Linked DNA regions of Zea mays: all the other regions are linked to region 5. Evidence: chromatin contacts called from public Hi-C data. All regions are on one chromosome and are shown on one strand. The core of a region is the stretch at or near the end of the contact, and the rest is flanking DNA. Distances in the headings are between cores, read along the strand shown.

Evidence for each region. A called contact is a pair of places that touch in the nucleus more often than the background predicts.
Region 1: a Hi-C map of leaf shows a contact between it and region 5, with 6 times the contacts expected there. The contact joins the promoter of LOC100193320 here to the promoter of LOC100193539 in region 5. A contact is called at or near these places in 3 of 25 Hi-C or Micro-C datasets (bundle sheath and leaf).
Region 2: a Hi-C map of ear shows a contact between it and region 5, with 1.9 times the contacts expected there. The contact joins the promoter of LOC100282635 here to the promoter of LOC100193539 in region 5. A contact is called at or near these places in 3 of 25 Hi-C or Micro-C datasets (bundle sheath, ear and tassel).
Region 3: a contact with region 5 is called in a Hi-C map of leaf mesophyll, with 5 times the contacts expected there. The contact joins the promoter of LOC100273196 here to the promoter of LOC100193539 in region 5. A contact is called at or near these places in 5 of 25 Hi-C or Micro-C datasets (bundle sheath, ear, endosperm and 2 more).
Region 4: a Hi-C map of tassel shows a contact between it and region 5, with 3 times the contacts expected there. The contact joins the promoter of LOC100501115 here to the promoter of LOC100193539 in region 5. A contact is called at or near these places in 5 of 25 Hi-C or Micro-C datasets (bundle sheath, ear, endosperm and 2 more).

The regions. Positions count from the first base shown.
Region 1 is chr10:10,479,210-10,481,909 of Zm-B73-REFERENCE-NAM-5.0, reverse strand. It overlaps LOC100193320, which reads right to left and starts at 1,305. Exons shown (of 8, transcript NM_001158644.2): 1 at 991-1,305; 2 at 515-632; 3 at 185-420; 4 at 1-67. The coding sequence starts at 1,181.
Region 2 is chr10:9,997,008-9,999,707 of Zm-B73-REFERENCE-NAM-5.0, reverse strand. LOC100282635 reads left to right here and starts at 1,297. Exons shown (of 2, transcript NM_001155543.1): 1 at 1,297-1,441; 2 at 1,910-2,700. The coding sequence starts at 1,958.
Region 3 is chr10:10,047,471-10,050,273 of Zm-B73-REFERENCE-NAM-5.0, reverse strand. It overlaps LOC100273196, which reads left to right and starts at 1,481. Exons shown (of 3, transcript NM_001147640.1): 1 at 1,481-1,789; 2 at 1,916-2,386; 3 at 2,465-2,803. The coding sequence starts at 1,643. It overlaps LOC103640839 (calcium-dependent protein kinase 28), which reads left to right. Exons shown (of 7, transcript XM_008664303.4): 7 at 1-431. The coding sequence ends at 14.
Region 4 is chr10:10,453,777-10,456,476 of Zm-B73-REFERENCE-NAM-5.0, reverse strand. LOC100501115 reads left to right here and starts at 1,355. Exons shown (of 12, transcript NM_001362174.1): 1 at 1,355-1,566; 2 at 2,259-2,451; 3 at 2,587-2,691. The coding sequence starts at 1,447.
Region 5 is chr10:10,247,987-10,250,686 of Zm-B73-REFERENCE-NAM-5.0, reverse strand. LOC100193539 (O-fucosyltransferase family protein) reads right to left here and starts at 1,260. Exons shown (of 10, transcript NM_001358825.1): 1 at 761-1,260; 2 at 31-103. The coding sequence starts at 1,156.

The DNA of each region.
Region 1 (2,700 bases), core at 56-2,555, 230 kb before region 5:
GAGCCCCAGCACGCCGTCGGTAGGCGAACTCAGGTCGCCGCTGCGGACCTGCTGGTCGTAACCACACCTGCACAAAAACAAAAAAACAAAAACAAAAACAGTTGAAGAATCTAATAGCTAGCTTTGCAAATGCTGTAGAGAGCTTATTAACCGCACAGCACAGGGTAAGTAGTAGTGTACCGACCCGAAGGCGACGCTGGGGCGAGCGACAGAGCCGTTGGTGAGGCGGAGCGCGAAGCTGTCGTTGATGAGCACGCCGGTGGACGACCCCTGGTCTGCGTACTTGATCACGTAGTCGCATTGCTCGTGCGGCGAGTCGCATCTGTGCTTCCCGGTCAGCCCGTTGTGCAGGGAAGCGCACAGCCGGTGCACGCATGGCACCAGCTTGCTCTTTGTTGGCCGGTACAGCGGGTGCGGCACCTGCGCACCGACAACAAGAAGAAGCGATGGGAGGACAGCTAGAAGCAATGGAACGCATGGGCCGGCATGGCGAAAGAAGGCGGGGCGGGGGTACCTCGTTGCAGCTCCTGCAGGGCGCGTCGCACTGCAGCCAGGTGAGGTCGCTGCCGGAGTCCACGTCCAGGAAGTATGGCTTGGGTGGGTTGCCGATGTTCATAGCCACGTAGTACAACCTGTAAAAGAAACCGTGATTTTTTTTTTGGGTCACCCTCTCTCTCTCTCTCTCTCTCTCTCTCTCTCTCTCTGTCTCTCTCAACAAGTTGATAAAAAAACCATCCTCTATCTCATCTCACTCTCCAAAAGAAGGTGAGATGACCCCATCATCACATCACTGCTAGTAGTAAACAATTCTTCTGATGAATAAAAACGGCAGTGCGCGCGGAAACCCACGGGAGCCCCCCGAGTGGAACCAAGAGTGGCAATCAGTTGATTGGTTCGCGGAGGCTGTTGGAGTCAGCGAAGGGGGGAATGGGATGGGGCGCAAACAGATAACAGATTGGGCGGGCACGGAGAGCGGAGGAGGGGACGCACCCGTGCGGGTAGACGTCGCCGTAGAGCGGGAAGACGGCGGAGGACGGCTCCGTCTCCGCCCCGGCGGCGATGGAGCTGGACGCCCCGCCCCTCGCCGGCTTGTCCCCGCGCGCCGGCGCCGGCGCCAGCGCCAGCGCCAGGACCAGCGCGAGCAGAGCCACGAGCACGAGGCCCGCGGGCGGTGGTGCCATGTGGGGGCTTGGCTAGCGGGGACTCTGGGAGCCGAGGGGTGGAGGCAGACGCGGATGGGCTCCTTCCTGTCTGTTTCTCCCAGTCTCCCTTCCTCCTTTCTCTGAATTTATTTTTCTTGGTGGTGTGGGCCTATGGGTGGGGAGGCGGGTTTTATATAGTGGGCGGGTCGCGGGGGGCGAAGATGGGACTGCGAGTAGTGCTGACGTGTTGTTCGTCCTCCTGGAAGGGAAAACCAAAAAAAAAGGCTCTCTGTTTCTTGGTGGTGTCGCGGCAGCAAGGAACAAAAAGATGCAATGCAAGTGCAAGGAAATGCTATCCCCTTTTCAGAGACCTTTCTGATGCGATGCGGTCTTTTGCATCTTCGTTCAATCTCCTAGGCGAAGGGCTACCTCTGCATGGAAAGAAAGAAAGGAAGGTATTGCCTAGCGGCTCTGCTCTGCTCCAGTGCTCTGGCATCATTGTTTGAGTGTGTCCGTGGTGCACATGAGTTTTTATTTTTTAACTTTACTGAGCAAACCATCGCTTGACCTTTATATAAATATTCTTCCTATATCTCGTGTGGTCGTGCAGTGTAGCGGATTATAACGACGATAAATAGATAATGCAGTGAATGGCTTTATGCTTGGCCTATACTCCCAACTGTAGGACCGATGAGGGCATGTTCGTTTCTATCTCAATTCATATGAATTAAGTGAGTTTCAATTCCTAGTAAGTTAAAATTTCTCCTAATTCATATCAATTTCCTTCAATACATATGGATTGAAAATAACCGAACAAGCCCCGAGAGAGATTTGATGTGGTATTTTTTTAAATGACTGTGAACCGTCCATCTAGATGATAAATCACATATTATCTCCTACCCCAAGGAGAAGTTAAAACTGACTAAAACCTATCCTTTCCTGTTTATACCCCTAGTCCCTCCCCGCTCGCACTCATATCCCATCCTGAGCACTACTACACGTATCACTCCAATAACAGACTCAGGTACGATTATAGTCATCTGATAACTCGTAATTTATTAGTTCAGAACAAGAGACCACAACCGTAGGTTAATGTTGGTTATACTCCAGTCATACGAATGGATCATACGTAAAGCACACTTTCCATCCCACCCCTGTCCTTTTCCTCGTCTCGCCCCGCGCTCGGAAAAAAAATGTGTACATCTCGAATGCAAACGTCTTCTTCTGCAGTTCCTCACATCCACCACTTGCAGGCTCACAAAAACATATCGAAATTTATAACTTTACTTTTTAGTAATTTGTTTTTTTATATAAACCATCAAGTAATGGGCTGTAAAAAAGTTTTTTTTGAGGTGAGTAAAATTTAGTCATTTTTTTAGTCAATTTGACTTAGCTCGTGGGATCCAAACATGTTCAGAATAAATTTTATTTAACATAACTGTCATCCTTCATCAAATAGCTCACAAAAAAAAATCAGTTAACCAAATTTTTTTGGCTAAATCGGTTTAGTTCGGTACCTGTTTCGGTGATTTTGCCCACACCCCTGTGACAGCACAAA
Region 2 (2,700 bases), core at 48-2,547, 250 kb after region 5:
ATTTAAGGATTAGAAGACTAAACTAGAACTACTCCTAAATGTACAAGAAATAAATGCGAGATAAATTTATTATTGATTCGATTGTTGATGCTTAATCGGCTGTAATCCTCTATATTTATAGAGGAGGGGGACTGGACCCGTTACAAACAGATTTCCCGAGCTAATTCCGTGAATCTAGCCAACAACTGTAGCAAGAAACTCGGAACTCTAACTGGTTTGGCGCGCGCGCGGATCATCTGAACCACAGGCGCGAACGGTCCGACCCCAGAGACGGACCGTCTGACGGCTCAAAATGGTGCTCAACACTACCTTCACCATCCGTTCAGATGTTAAAATTTCTTACGAGAAGTTCCATACGCAACGATACTTTTTTTAATATACAGAGCAGAATGGGGATTGATAAACCGTCGTATCACTAGTAACTATACTGCTGGATTAGCACCAGTATATCGGTCGATCATGTATGATAAAGAGAGTGTAATCAATCTATGTCAATGCGGCTATTACTATCCTACACTCATATCCACGATAAAAAAATAATTATATTGAATCACCCATATCTACAGGTGGGTATAAATTTACCCCCTATACACATGTGGTTATGGGTCACTCATACCCGCAAAGATTAAACACTTTTAAAATGATACATTATATAAATGTCAAGTATATCTAAATAAATACCATTACTAGCATCATTTAATCATCCATTCAACAATACCAAAGATAGTTGGATAAAGAAGCAATATTATGATAGTACCATATAGCACATTAAATGTTCCATTACATGGTCATTAAATAGTCGTTAAAACTTCTATGACATGTTGTTAAATAGTAAAAAAGAAAATAGTAAAAAAGATAGATGACTAAAACTCAAGTTCATGCTTTTGAGCTAAGTTTACACTAGGTATTTTATACCCATGAGTTAACTGGTATGAGTGAGGACGGAATATTCTAATACCCATTTATCGGTTCAGTGAAGATTTTATCTAATAATAGACCCATGGATACAACATTAACTCATATATATACCTAAATACACATATGTTATCAGGTCACACATAACCGTTGCCATCTCCACGTGATGCCTATTACCGTGCCAATGGTAGCATCACACGGTCATAGGCATCGTCTAGTCTCTGACATGGCCATGTGACGACCATGTCCATGGTAAGCGGGCGACGAGCATCAGCAGGGCAGCAGCCTCCGAGGATGGATCAGGAGCGAGCCAATAATCTACGCAATTATTCACAGGCCACCGAGTAAACAATAGTAGGACACCCGTGTGACTGATTGGTTCTTGGATTGGGGAGCTCCGCCTCCCTCTCCTCAAGTTTGACCAACCCTCACCCACCTCCCTCCGTCGTCTAGTATGCTTCTTGCCTCCCGCCTGCTTCCTCCGCCGCCCTCCTCCGCCGCGGCCGGTTCCTCCTCATCCTCTCTGGTATGCGCCTCTTGCTATATTTTCTTGGAAACAAGTCGTTAAGGGTTTAATTTCTGTCTGGATATCGCGTCATCGTACTGTTGACGGAGGTCGAGGGGCGGAGATCTCTCGACTCTCTCTCTCTCGAGAGAGAGAGAGAGAGAGAAGGACGGGCGGACGGCTTTCTTGGGTCAAACAGACGTGAGGGACTCGTCCAGACGAGAGCAATTGATTACCTGTATTTCCCTCAAATCCTGTCAAATTTGTGCCTGCTTCTGTCCTTTGTGTCCAAATACTAGTTGCCATGGCTTGACAAGTACGAACCATTTAACATGTTGAAATTTCCTATGCCGTGCTATTTCCTACCCATTATCAATCAACTAATGACTCGTGCCTTTTACATGCACCTAACTATCTGTAAACGATGGATGTTCAGATCTGCAGGTTCTGACGAACCGAACCGTTGGGGTTTCAAATCTTCTTTTGCAGACTCCGATCCCAACTCAAAACACAGAGAACTCTGAAAGCTAATCGGCAATGGATAACCACATCCATAGTCAGCCAGCTGCTAACCTCTACTACCAGTTCGGCATGGGGACTGAGCAGCAATACCCACCACCGTTCGCCTCACCACCATCCACCAACATCCCGCACATGGACTGGAACCCGGCCACGATGCTAGACAACCTCACCTTCATCGAGGAGAAGATACAGCAAGTGAAGGACGTCATCCGCACAATGGTGGACAACGCCGGGCAGGTGCAGGTCCAGTGCCACCACCAAGCAGGCGAGCTGCTGGCTCAGAAGCAGAAGCAGCAGGTGGTCAACGCGGACCTGACATGCCTTATAGTTCAGCTCATCTCCACCGCCGGCAGCCTGCTCCCGTCACTGAAGAACTCGTCGTTCCTCAGCCACCCCCACCCTGCTGGCCACGTGGACATGGCTAACCATGTTGGCCCAAGCTCGAGCCTAGTGCCTAATGCGATGACCGTTTCTGAAGACTATGAGGAGCTGTTCAAGGGATGGACCGATGGCGGCATTGAGGTCGACGACGACGGCGTTCTTGTCGAGGAGCAGGAAATTACCAAGGACGGAGACAGCCTCTCGTACGAGCTGCTGCAGCTGGAGGAGGACGAGATACTGGCGCCGCACACGCACTTTTGCACCATCTGCGGGAAAGGGTTCAAGCGGGACGCGAACCTGCGGATGCACATGCGAGGGCACGGCGACGAGTACAAGAGCCCGGCGGCGCTGGCCAAGCCGCCGAGGGACCCGGGCGC
Region 3 (2,803 bases), core at 232-2,731, 200 kb after region 5:
CTGCCGAGACCTAGTTTTTTTACCAGAGGATTCTGCTTTCCAGATGCTCCCATCTGAAGTTTAGCGTGCATCGTCAGCTTTCACGGATTGATTAGACTTGATCCCAGTACCAGTGCCACGAAAAAAGCGGTTATTTTTTTTTCAGTGGTACTAGTATTTAGTGGAAAGAGCATTCTGTGGCACCCAGTGACAAATCCTAGGTGCTGAAGCTGACATGTTATGCTACTACGGAGTCCCGTTGTCTTGTCACGATTGTTGTTGATGATTTCAGGTTTGTACCATTACTGATTTTTGTTGTCAGTGTAAAAATGTGCTGGTGCCCCATAAGGTAGGCACCTAGGTCTGTGTTTGAAGCATCGACAGATTTGTAAACATGTTCCTATGAACCTATTTCTGATTGATAATTTGTCAAAACTCATCATTTGTCTTCATCCTTGCCTGCTTGCGTTCACGTGACAAAGTACGTGTATGTCTTCGGCCTTTGCTGTGTATGTTTCGCATTGCTTAGATGTGGTGAAAGAACATCAGAAGATGCATTGATGGCGTGCTTAAACCAGTGATGTGCTCCAGGTGTTCCTGCAGTCTGCAGAGATATTTACTCTTGTAGTCTTGTTGACAGCACAGTTGTATGTGATTTCTTGGATGTAATGTAAACCAAATGAAAGATAGGAACAGTTCGTCCTCTTCCGTATACGAAGGTCACTGTATCATTTGTCGTGGCACAAGATGATCTGCAGGCAGGACTGCAACATGGTTTCTTGGACTGTCCTGAATGCCCGTTCTTGTTCTTTAGTTGAGCCAGAGCAGCAGCCTGGTGTCGGTGCCTGAGACCTGACGAAGCACACGGCAAACAAACAAGTCGCAGCAGCTAGCAGGGGCGTTGCCATCGCCACAAGCCCCCAAGAGACCCGCCGAGGAAAAGAAAAAAAAACTACGGCCGCCGTTGCCAAGCCGAGCGTGCGAACCGATCCACGGATGGGAGATCAGAGATCACCCACCGCAGGCGGGCGGCAGTGGCTGGCGAGGTGCGTCCACAGAACCTGCTGCAGGTCCCTGTCCGTCCCGGCGACCCCTTTTCTAGGCGAGCAACTCCCCATGGCAGAGCTGCACGCAGCAGGGCCCGTCGTTGGTTGCAGCTTTAACCCTTTTTGTTTTAACCATACAATGCAGAGTCGCAGAGGTGAAACAGGACGGAAATTACAGAAAAGATGGTGGTGTGCCAGCAGCCCCAGCATGAAGAAGATCAGGACAAAAGAAAAGCTTGTGATTGGTGACAGCAACAGGATTGGATTGGAGCCAAGCTAGGCAGTGAGAGGCAGGCAGCAAGACGCGTCAGCCACTGAAATCCAGAGGGCAACCTCGGCCTCACAACTCATATCCCCTTGTGCTGTTGCGCGCCGTGGTTAGCCAGGTGTGCTGCAGGCCTCCTCCTTGTTTATATATGGGAGATGCTCTCACCCTCTAAGGTAAGGAAGGAGAAGAAGACGAGTGTCAAGTGAACCTGAAACTTGCGGTGTCACTGGCTGGTAGCCTGAGTGTGAGTGAGTGATCGAGCTAGCTGAGCTCCGATCCTCGCTAGCTAGGATACCGCCATACCACAAGTCTTCTTCACAAGTTTAGGAGTGACAGCAACAAGAGATCGATGGCCTCTGCCACCGTGCTCAAGTCCTCCTTCCTTCCCAAGAAGTCCGAATGGGGCGCCACCAGGCAGGCCGCCGCGCCCAGGCCGCCCACCGTCTCCATGGTCGTCCGCGCCTCCGCCTACGCCGATGAGCTCGTGAAGACCGCGGTACGTACTATACGCTCCATCGATCGTACTTAGGTTAATCTCTTCATCTTCCTCCTCCGGCTGTCGAACTCAAGTGTGCGTGTGTGCATGCTGTGTATACGTACGTACGTACGTATGTGTGGACAGAAAACGATCGCGTCGCCGGGGCGGGGCATCCTGGCGATGGACGAGTCGAACGCGACGTGCGGGAAGCGGCTGGCGTCCATCGGGCTGGAGAACACGGAGGCCAACCGGCAGGCGTACCGCACGCTGCTGGTCACGGCGCCGGGCCTGGGCCAGTACATCTCCGGCGCCATCCTCTTCGAGGAGACGCTGTACCAGTCCGCCGTCGACGGCCGCAAGATCGTGGACATCCTGGCGGAGCAGGGCATCGTGCCGGGGATCAAGGTGGACAAGGGCCTTGTCCCGCTCGCCGGCTCCAACAACGAGTCGTGGTGCCAGGGCCTGGACGGCCTGGCGTCCCGCGAGGCCGCCTACTACCAGCAGGGCGCGCGGTTCGCCAAGTGGCGCACCGTCGTCAGCATCCCTAACGGCCCCTCCGAGCTCGCCGTCAAGGAGGCCGCGTGGGGGCTCGCACGCTACGCCGCCATCTCACAGGTTGGTTGGTTTATTTGGTTTCTACTCCTGCCATTATTATTGGCTGCAACCTGCATGCCATGACCTTCATGCATGCAGGACAACGGGCTTGTGCCGATCGTGGAGCCGGAGATCCTGCTGGACGGCGAGCACGGCATCGAGCGCACGTTCGAGGTGGCGCAGAAGGTGTGGGCCGAAACCTTCTACGCCATGGCGGAGAACAACGTCATGTTCGAGGGCATCCTGCTGAAGCCGTCCATGGTGACGCCCGGCGCGGAGGCCAAGGACAGGGCCACCCCGGAGCAGGTGGCCGCGTACACCCTCAAGCTCCTCCACCGCCGGATCCCCCCCTCCGTGCCCGGGATCATGTTCCTCTCCGGCGGGCAGTCGGAGGTGGAGGCGACGCAGAACCTCAACGCCATGAACCAGGGGCCCAAC
Region 4 (2,700 bases), core at 106-2,605, 210 kb before region 5:
TGGAGGGTGAGACAATAAAAAAGGGTGAAAGAAGGGTCCCCTTGAACAGGGGCCATCTTAGGGGAAGTCGTTGCACGTGATAGAAGTAGGAATGAATCTGGATACTTATTCGGATGTTAATTTTTTTTGTCTTATTTTTTCATTGTGGATAAATAACACATATAATTTGCTATGTAAATTTAGATTTTTATTTATAATATTGAGTCTATTAATATTCATAAAAAAGTAATCCTCAAATTTGTCATATATATTTTTAAATAATTGATGTAAAATTCGAATACAGATACAAATATGATGTTTTCATTTTTTGTTGTAGGGAGAAAATAATGAGCAAAAAATGTACAAGATTTTACTCCTATACTTCATGTTATTCTTAATAACATGACTAAAAATTAACACCAAATTATATACATATCTATGTTGAAATATTAGATTTGTCATATAATTCGAATCTCTCTAGATAGAGGGAGTTGTAGCCTTCGAATGAGGAGAGGTGGAGGGAAGGCGCTGACGTAGTGACTTGGCAGACAGTCTTAGACTATCATCAACAGTTTATCCATCTCTATCCCCATATTCAAGCTCCACTCTACAAACATTTATAATAAAAAAAGTGCAAGACGATGTTTTGGGTGACTATATAGATAAACTGTTGGACATGCTCTTAGATCTTGGGGGTGTTTGGAGAGCTCCCACAGCTTTGCTCCTAGCGAGAATCACTTCTAGAAAGCCAAACGGCTAGAAACTGAGTTGCTTCATGGTGGAAGTGAAGTGAATCTACTATCCATTTTGTACTAGAAAGTGGGAGCCAAAAAAACTTGTTTCCCGCTGCTCCCAACCTGCTCCCCACAGGCCAACCCCTCAGGAATCACTTCACACACAATTTGTCAAATGATTTTCGTCAAATAGATTCGCTTCTACTTGAGAATCATTTGGAATCACTCTATTGGAGAATTAGCCCTCGGAGCTAGAGAACCATGGAGCGAAGCTCTGCCAAACGAGACCCTTATGGAAGCAAGAAATTGGTTTTTATCTTTTAGATATGAGAGAACAACTTATTCGTTTTAAAGAAATGTGCATCTATTTTTTATAAACTAAGGTATAAATTGTTATATTTGGAACCGTTCAATTTCTATAAACAGTTTTTTTTTTAGAAATTTGGTGTTTTCAAACATACCCTTAGTCTAGGCTCAAAGTCAACGGTCCACTGACTGCATCCTTGAGCAACATCAGAGACCGTTCAAGCCGCGGAGGCAGAACGTCACAGGCCACACGATCTCTCGACAAATCCAGCGCGCACCCGGCGAAGAAAACGCCCTGCTCCGGACCCGGAGGAGCCAGCTGCTGGCTCGTGAGTGTCGGCGTGTCGGGCCACAACCCGAACGCTGAACCAAGGCTCGGGACCGCGACACTCGTGTGTCCTTCTCCTCAGATCTCGCCGGCGGCGGCATGCTCCCCTCGTCCGGCAGCGGCTGGGGCCGCGGCCGCGGCCGCCACCTATTGCTCAGCAGGGCCCTAGCTCTCGCTGCACTGCTCGCGCTCGCCTCCGCCTCCGAGTCCGACCACAAGGTGCGTGCCCACGACCCTTCCCCGCGGCCTCTCCGTGCCGCGGATCCAAGTCTGTGCTCGCATCCATCCCAGTTAGATCGCTCGAGTCGCTCTGGATCTGGACCGCTCCATCCGTCGGATCTCACGACGCTGGGTTGGTGGCGCCTGCTCCTCGCTCGTGGTTGTTCTAATGTGATGTTCAATTGGGACTGATGCGATGAGAGACTTCCCAGTGTTCGGCAGTCGAGGACGCGTTCAGAGCAGGGGTACGGCTTAGAGCAGTATGGCTCGATGTGTGAGTGCTGGTAAATAGGTATGCTGGCACTTTTGGAGGAAAGCTCAATAGCTCATGCGTTATGAAATTTGAGTACAGATGGCCGCGGTGTTTCCTCATGCTCTGGGTTGTGATGCATAGGATGATAGGAATATAGAGCTTAGTGTTGCTAAAGGGAAAAAGTCTTGTACATTGGGGGTTAAGGACATTTGTATTGGTGTGCGCGCGCCCACGCACTGCCCTCCTTTCTTGCTTCGATGCTCACTTAGCTTTTATCTTTGTTCATCAAGAATGCCACATATACTATGTGCACTCGCCTTTGTTAGATGCTTATCTTTGTTGCTGATTGAGTGCTGTTTTCTTTATGCTTCCTACATGCCGTGCAAATATTTTCTGAACTCAAAAAGTTCTCATTCCTTTTAATCCTTCTTACATGCAGTACAAAACTGAAGAGCCAGTTAAGCTTTGGGTGAATAAAGTTGGCCCTTACAATAATCCTCAAGAAACCTACAACTATTACAGCCTTCCATTTTGTCAACCGTCTGAGAACCCCACACATAAATGGGGTGGTCTTGGAGAGGTCCTTGGTGGAAATGAGCTGATTGATAGTCAGCTTGAAATAAAGTTCTTAAGTATGCCCATACTGTTCCCATTTCATCCTTTTTCTTTATTTACTGTTTATTGGAAAGCTGATCTAGTATGTGCTTTTCCTGCAAGTATAACTTTTTTTTTGTCTCACTGACTGTATAAATGTTACTTTGGTCTAGAAAACGTGGAGAAGGGCTTCATTTGTACACTTGAGCTTGATGCTAAAAAGGTCCAGCAGTTTGCTGATGCCATTGAAAGCTCATATTGGTTCGAATTTTTTATAGGTATGTGGA
Region 5 (2,700 bases), core at 11-2,510:
TGAAACCGTACACTGGTTTCAAAATGGTACCTGATCGAGTCAGCCTACCGTTGACACAAGGCATCCATGGGTCCCCAGAATTTTGGTAATGTGATGTCATTAGCTGCATATGACAAAACGATAATTTGTTAATTTTAAGAGCAAAATCATCTGATAAATGATCAAAGATTAATTCCCACAACGGACAAAACGAGGCAATGCAATAAGGTAACCTACATGTGAACGTAAGGCCTATTTTGTTATTAAAAAAACTGAATAACAGAAGTTTACTGATTGACTTCCAGGTGATGGTATCCGATTTCGAAGCCTGTCTTGTTTGGAACAAAGAGGCTTAAACTGCAAGCATTAGGTTCCTTGTTTAACAAAGTATACAGCTATGAGACAGTTTGCTACTTGCGAGTAAATTGATCTATTGAGCATCGAAGAAATACTAATTGTTAAATAAGATAATAAGATACTGAACAAATGCGCACCAGAATCCAACTGGCGAGAAAAGAAACACAGGGCGGCCCGAGAAACAAGAAGCATTTGTTTTATGTTGAGCTAAAACTCACGACAAGAACACGACCCGACGAAACAAGAACACATTGCCGACGCATCCTATGAATTTGCAGAGCGGAAGCAGGAAAAGCGTGCTGAAATTCGCCCCGTGAAGAGACCGGGAGTTTTTTTTGGGCGAAGAAGCAGACAAAAGGCACGTGAGAACCCGAAATCTTTGCCCGCAGCAAGCAAAGAACCGGGAGCGGCAGGCAACGCTCACCATGGTGCGGCGCCACGAGGCCGAGGCGGAGAGGGAGGAGGCGAGCGTGGCGTCGTCGCGCATGGCCGGCAAGAGACGCTCGAACACGAGGTGGCTGCGGTACACCGACCCGGGCTGAGCATGAGGGGGCGCGTCCGCGGGGCTAGGGAGGGGGCGGCGGCGGCGGACGGAGGAAGCCACCGTCACCATCGGACCCAGGCCTCCCGCCGCAGCCCCGCCCACGGAGCCGCCGGATAGCCTCTCGTCGAGCAGGAACATGAGCAGCCCCCCGGCGTAGGCGAGCGCGAGGAGCAGGGCGGCGACCGCGACGCGCCTCCGCGCCACCCCGCGGCCGCCCGGGCGCCGCCACGTGGCGGGCTTCCGCAACGCGGCCGCACCCGCACCCGCGAGGGACATCCGTCAGCGTCAGCGGCGGGGCTCGAGCGGGACCATGTGATATGGCCTGTGAGCGAGCTTGGGGTTGAAGGGGAAGCTTGATATGGATGGGAACGGCAGGAATTAATGGCGGGCGGAGCCCAGCAGATGGGGAAGCGGCCCGAGGAGAGGATTGGGAAGCGCGGCACGAGGTGGGTTTGGTTTTGTGCGTACGTATAACCGTCGGAATCTGTGTGGCCAAATGACGTGCTATTACGATCACCTAGGATTTGCCTTCCGCTAGCTTTGATTGTTTGTGCTCTTGGTGCGTGTAGCTAGAATCCCGCTAGCTTGGGACACGCACCAGGAGCCATAAGGTCAATGTGGATCCTAAAAAAGATGTGGATCATACACGAGCAAGTATGTCTGGTATGATATATTACGATCTTACGCTTCAACGGACTAGCTATCTGGCTCGTCAATCTATTCAACTCTCTAAATTAGTTTTCTCACTAGCCAAATTTAGCTAGCCACATGACTAACCAAATTAGATAAGTGGGATGCTACCTATAAAGTGTAATCTTTATGAAAAGACAAATAGATAGTTAAATAGATAGAAAAAATGAAGAGTCTCTCGAGATGTATATCACACTAAACTAGCTAATAGTAGTTTAATATTAGATATGATCTATAAGCTAGCGATAATAGCTATTAGCAACTGATAGATCTAAACAAGCCCTAATAGTTCGCCAGCAAACATTGCCATATCTAACCTTAGGTGAACTATGGTCGTCATACAAAATGTTAGAGCTTCTCCAACAACGTGACCTATAAAAATGCCCTATAATTTAAAAATGAGTATATTTTATAGAATTTAGGGCACCAACAAAACATCTCGCTTCAACAGTAAAGCCCCAAATCTAGATTATAGGGCAGCCCACTACGGTATAGTATATTTGAGTCACTTGAGAGGGTGCCCTATAGTTTTTTGACAAAATTTTATGAAATGGGACACTGTTGGAGTAGTTTTTCCTGTGTAGAGCCATATATTTCAATTTAAGACACTAGTTTGAGGCATTGTTGGAGATGCTCTTACGAGCAAAATTAAAGACGTGCTTTTATAGCAAACTTTGGTAACAATACAAGTCTATGATACATGCAACAAAGTGCTAAAAGGTATGGTGTACATTGTAATTGCGGCAATTAATATACCACACAGCTGCATAAAAGTCTATGGCGCGATTTTAGTGGAAGCAGTCAGCAACAATATGTTCATTTATGCTCCTTACGTTTGTTATTGATCAACGCCGTAGCACCAGCAACAACAACGTCCCCATGGTATCCACACGCACATGAATGAAATACTTTGATGTCGAGCGTTAACAAACTAGCCTAATCCCTTCATATATATAGGTCTCTGCTAATGGACTTTCAATCTAAAAGTTCAGTCGTTCTCATGGATCATATTTGTCATCGTATTTGTCTCTCTTGGACATATAATCAGTAGTAAGTGGAATTTGTTCAAGGTCATGTTTGGGAGCCAGAGGGGAGTTTTCCTCCCACCTAGTTAGTTGAATTAGAACAGT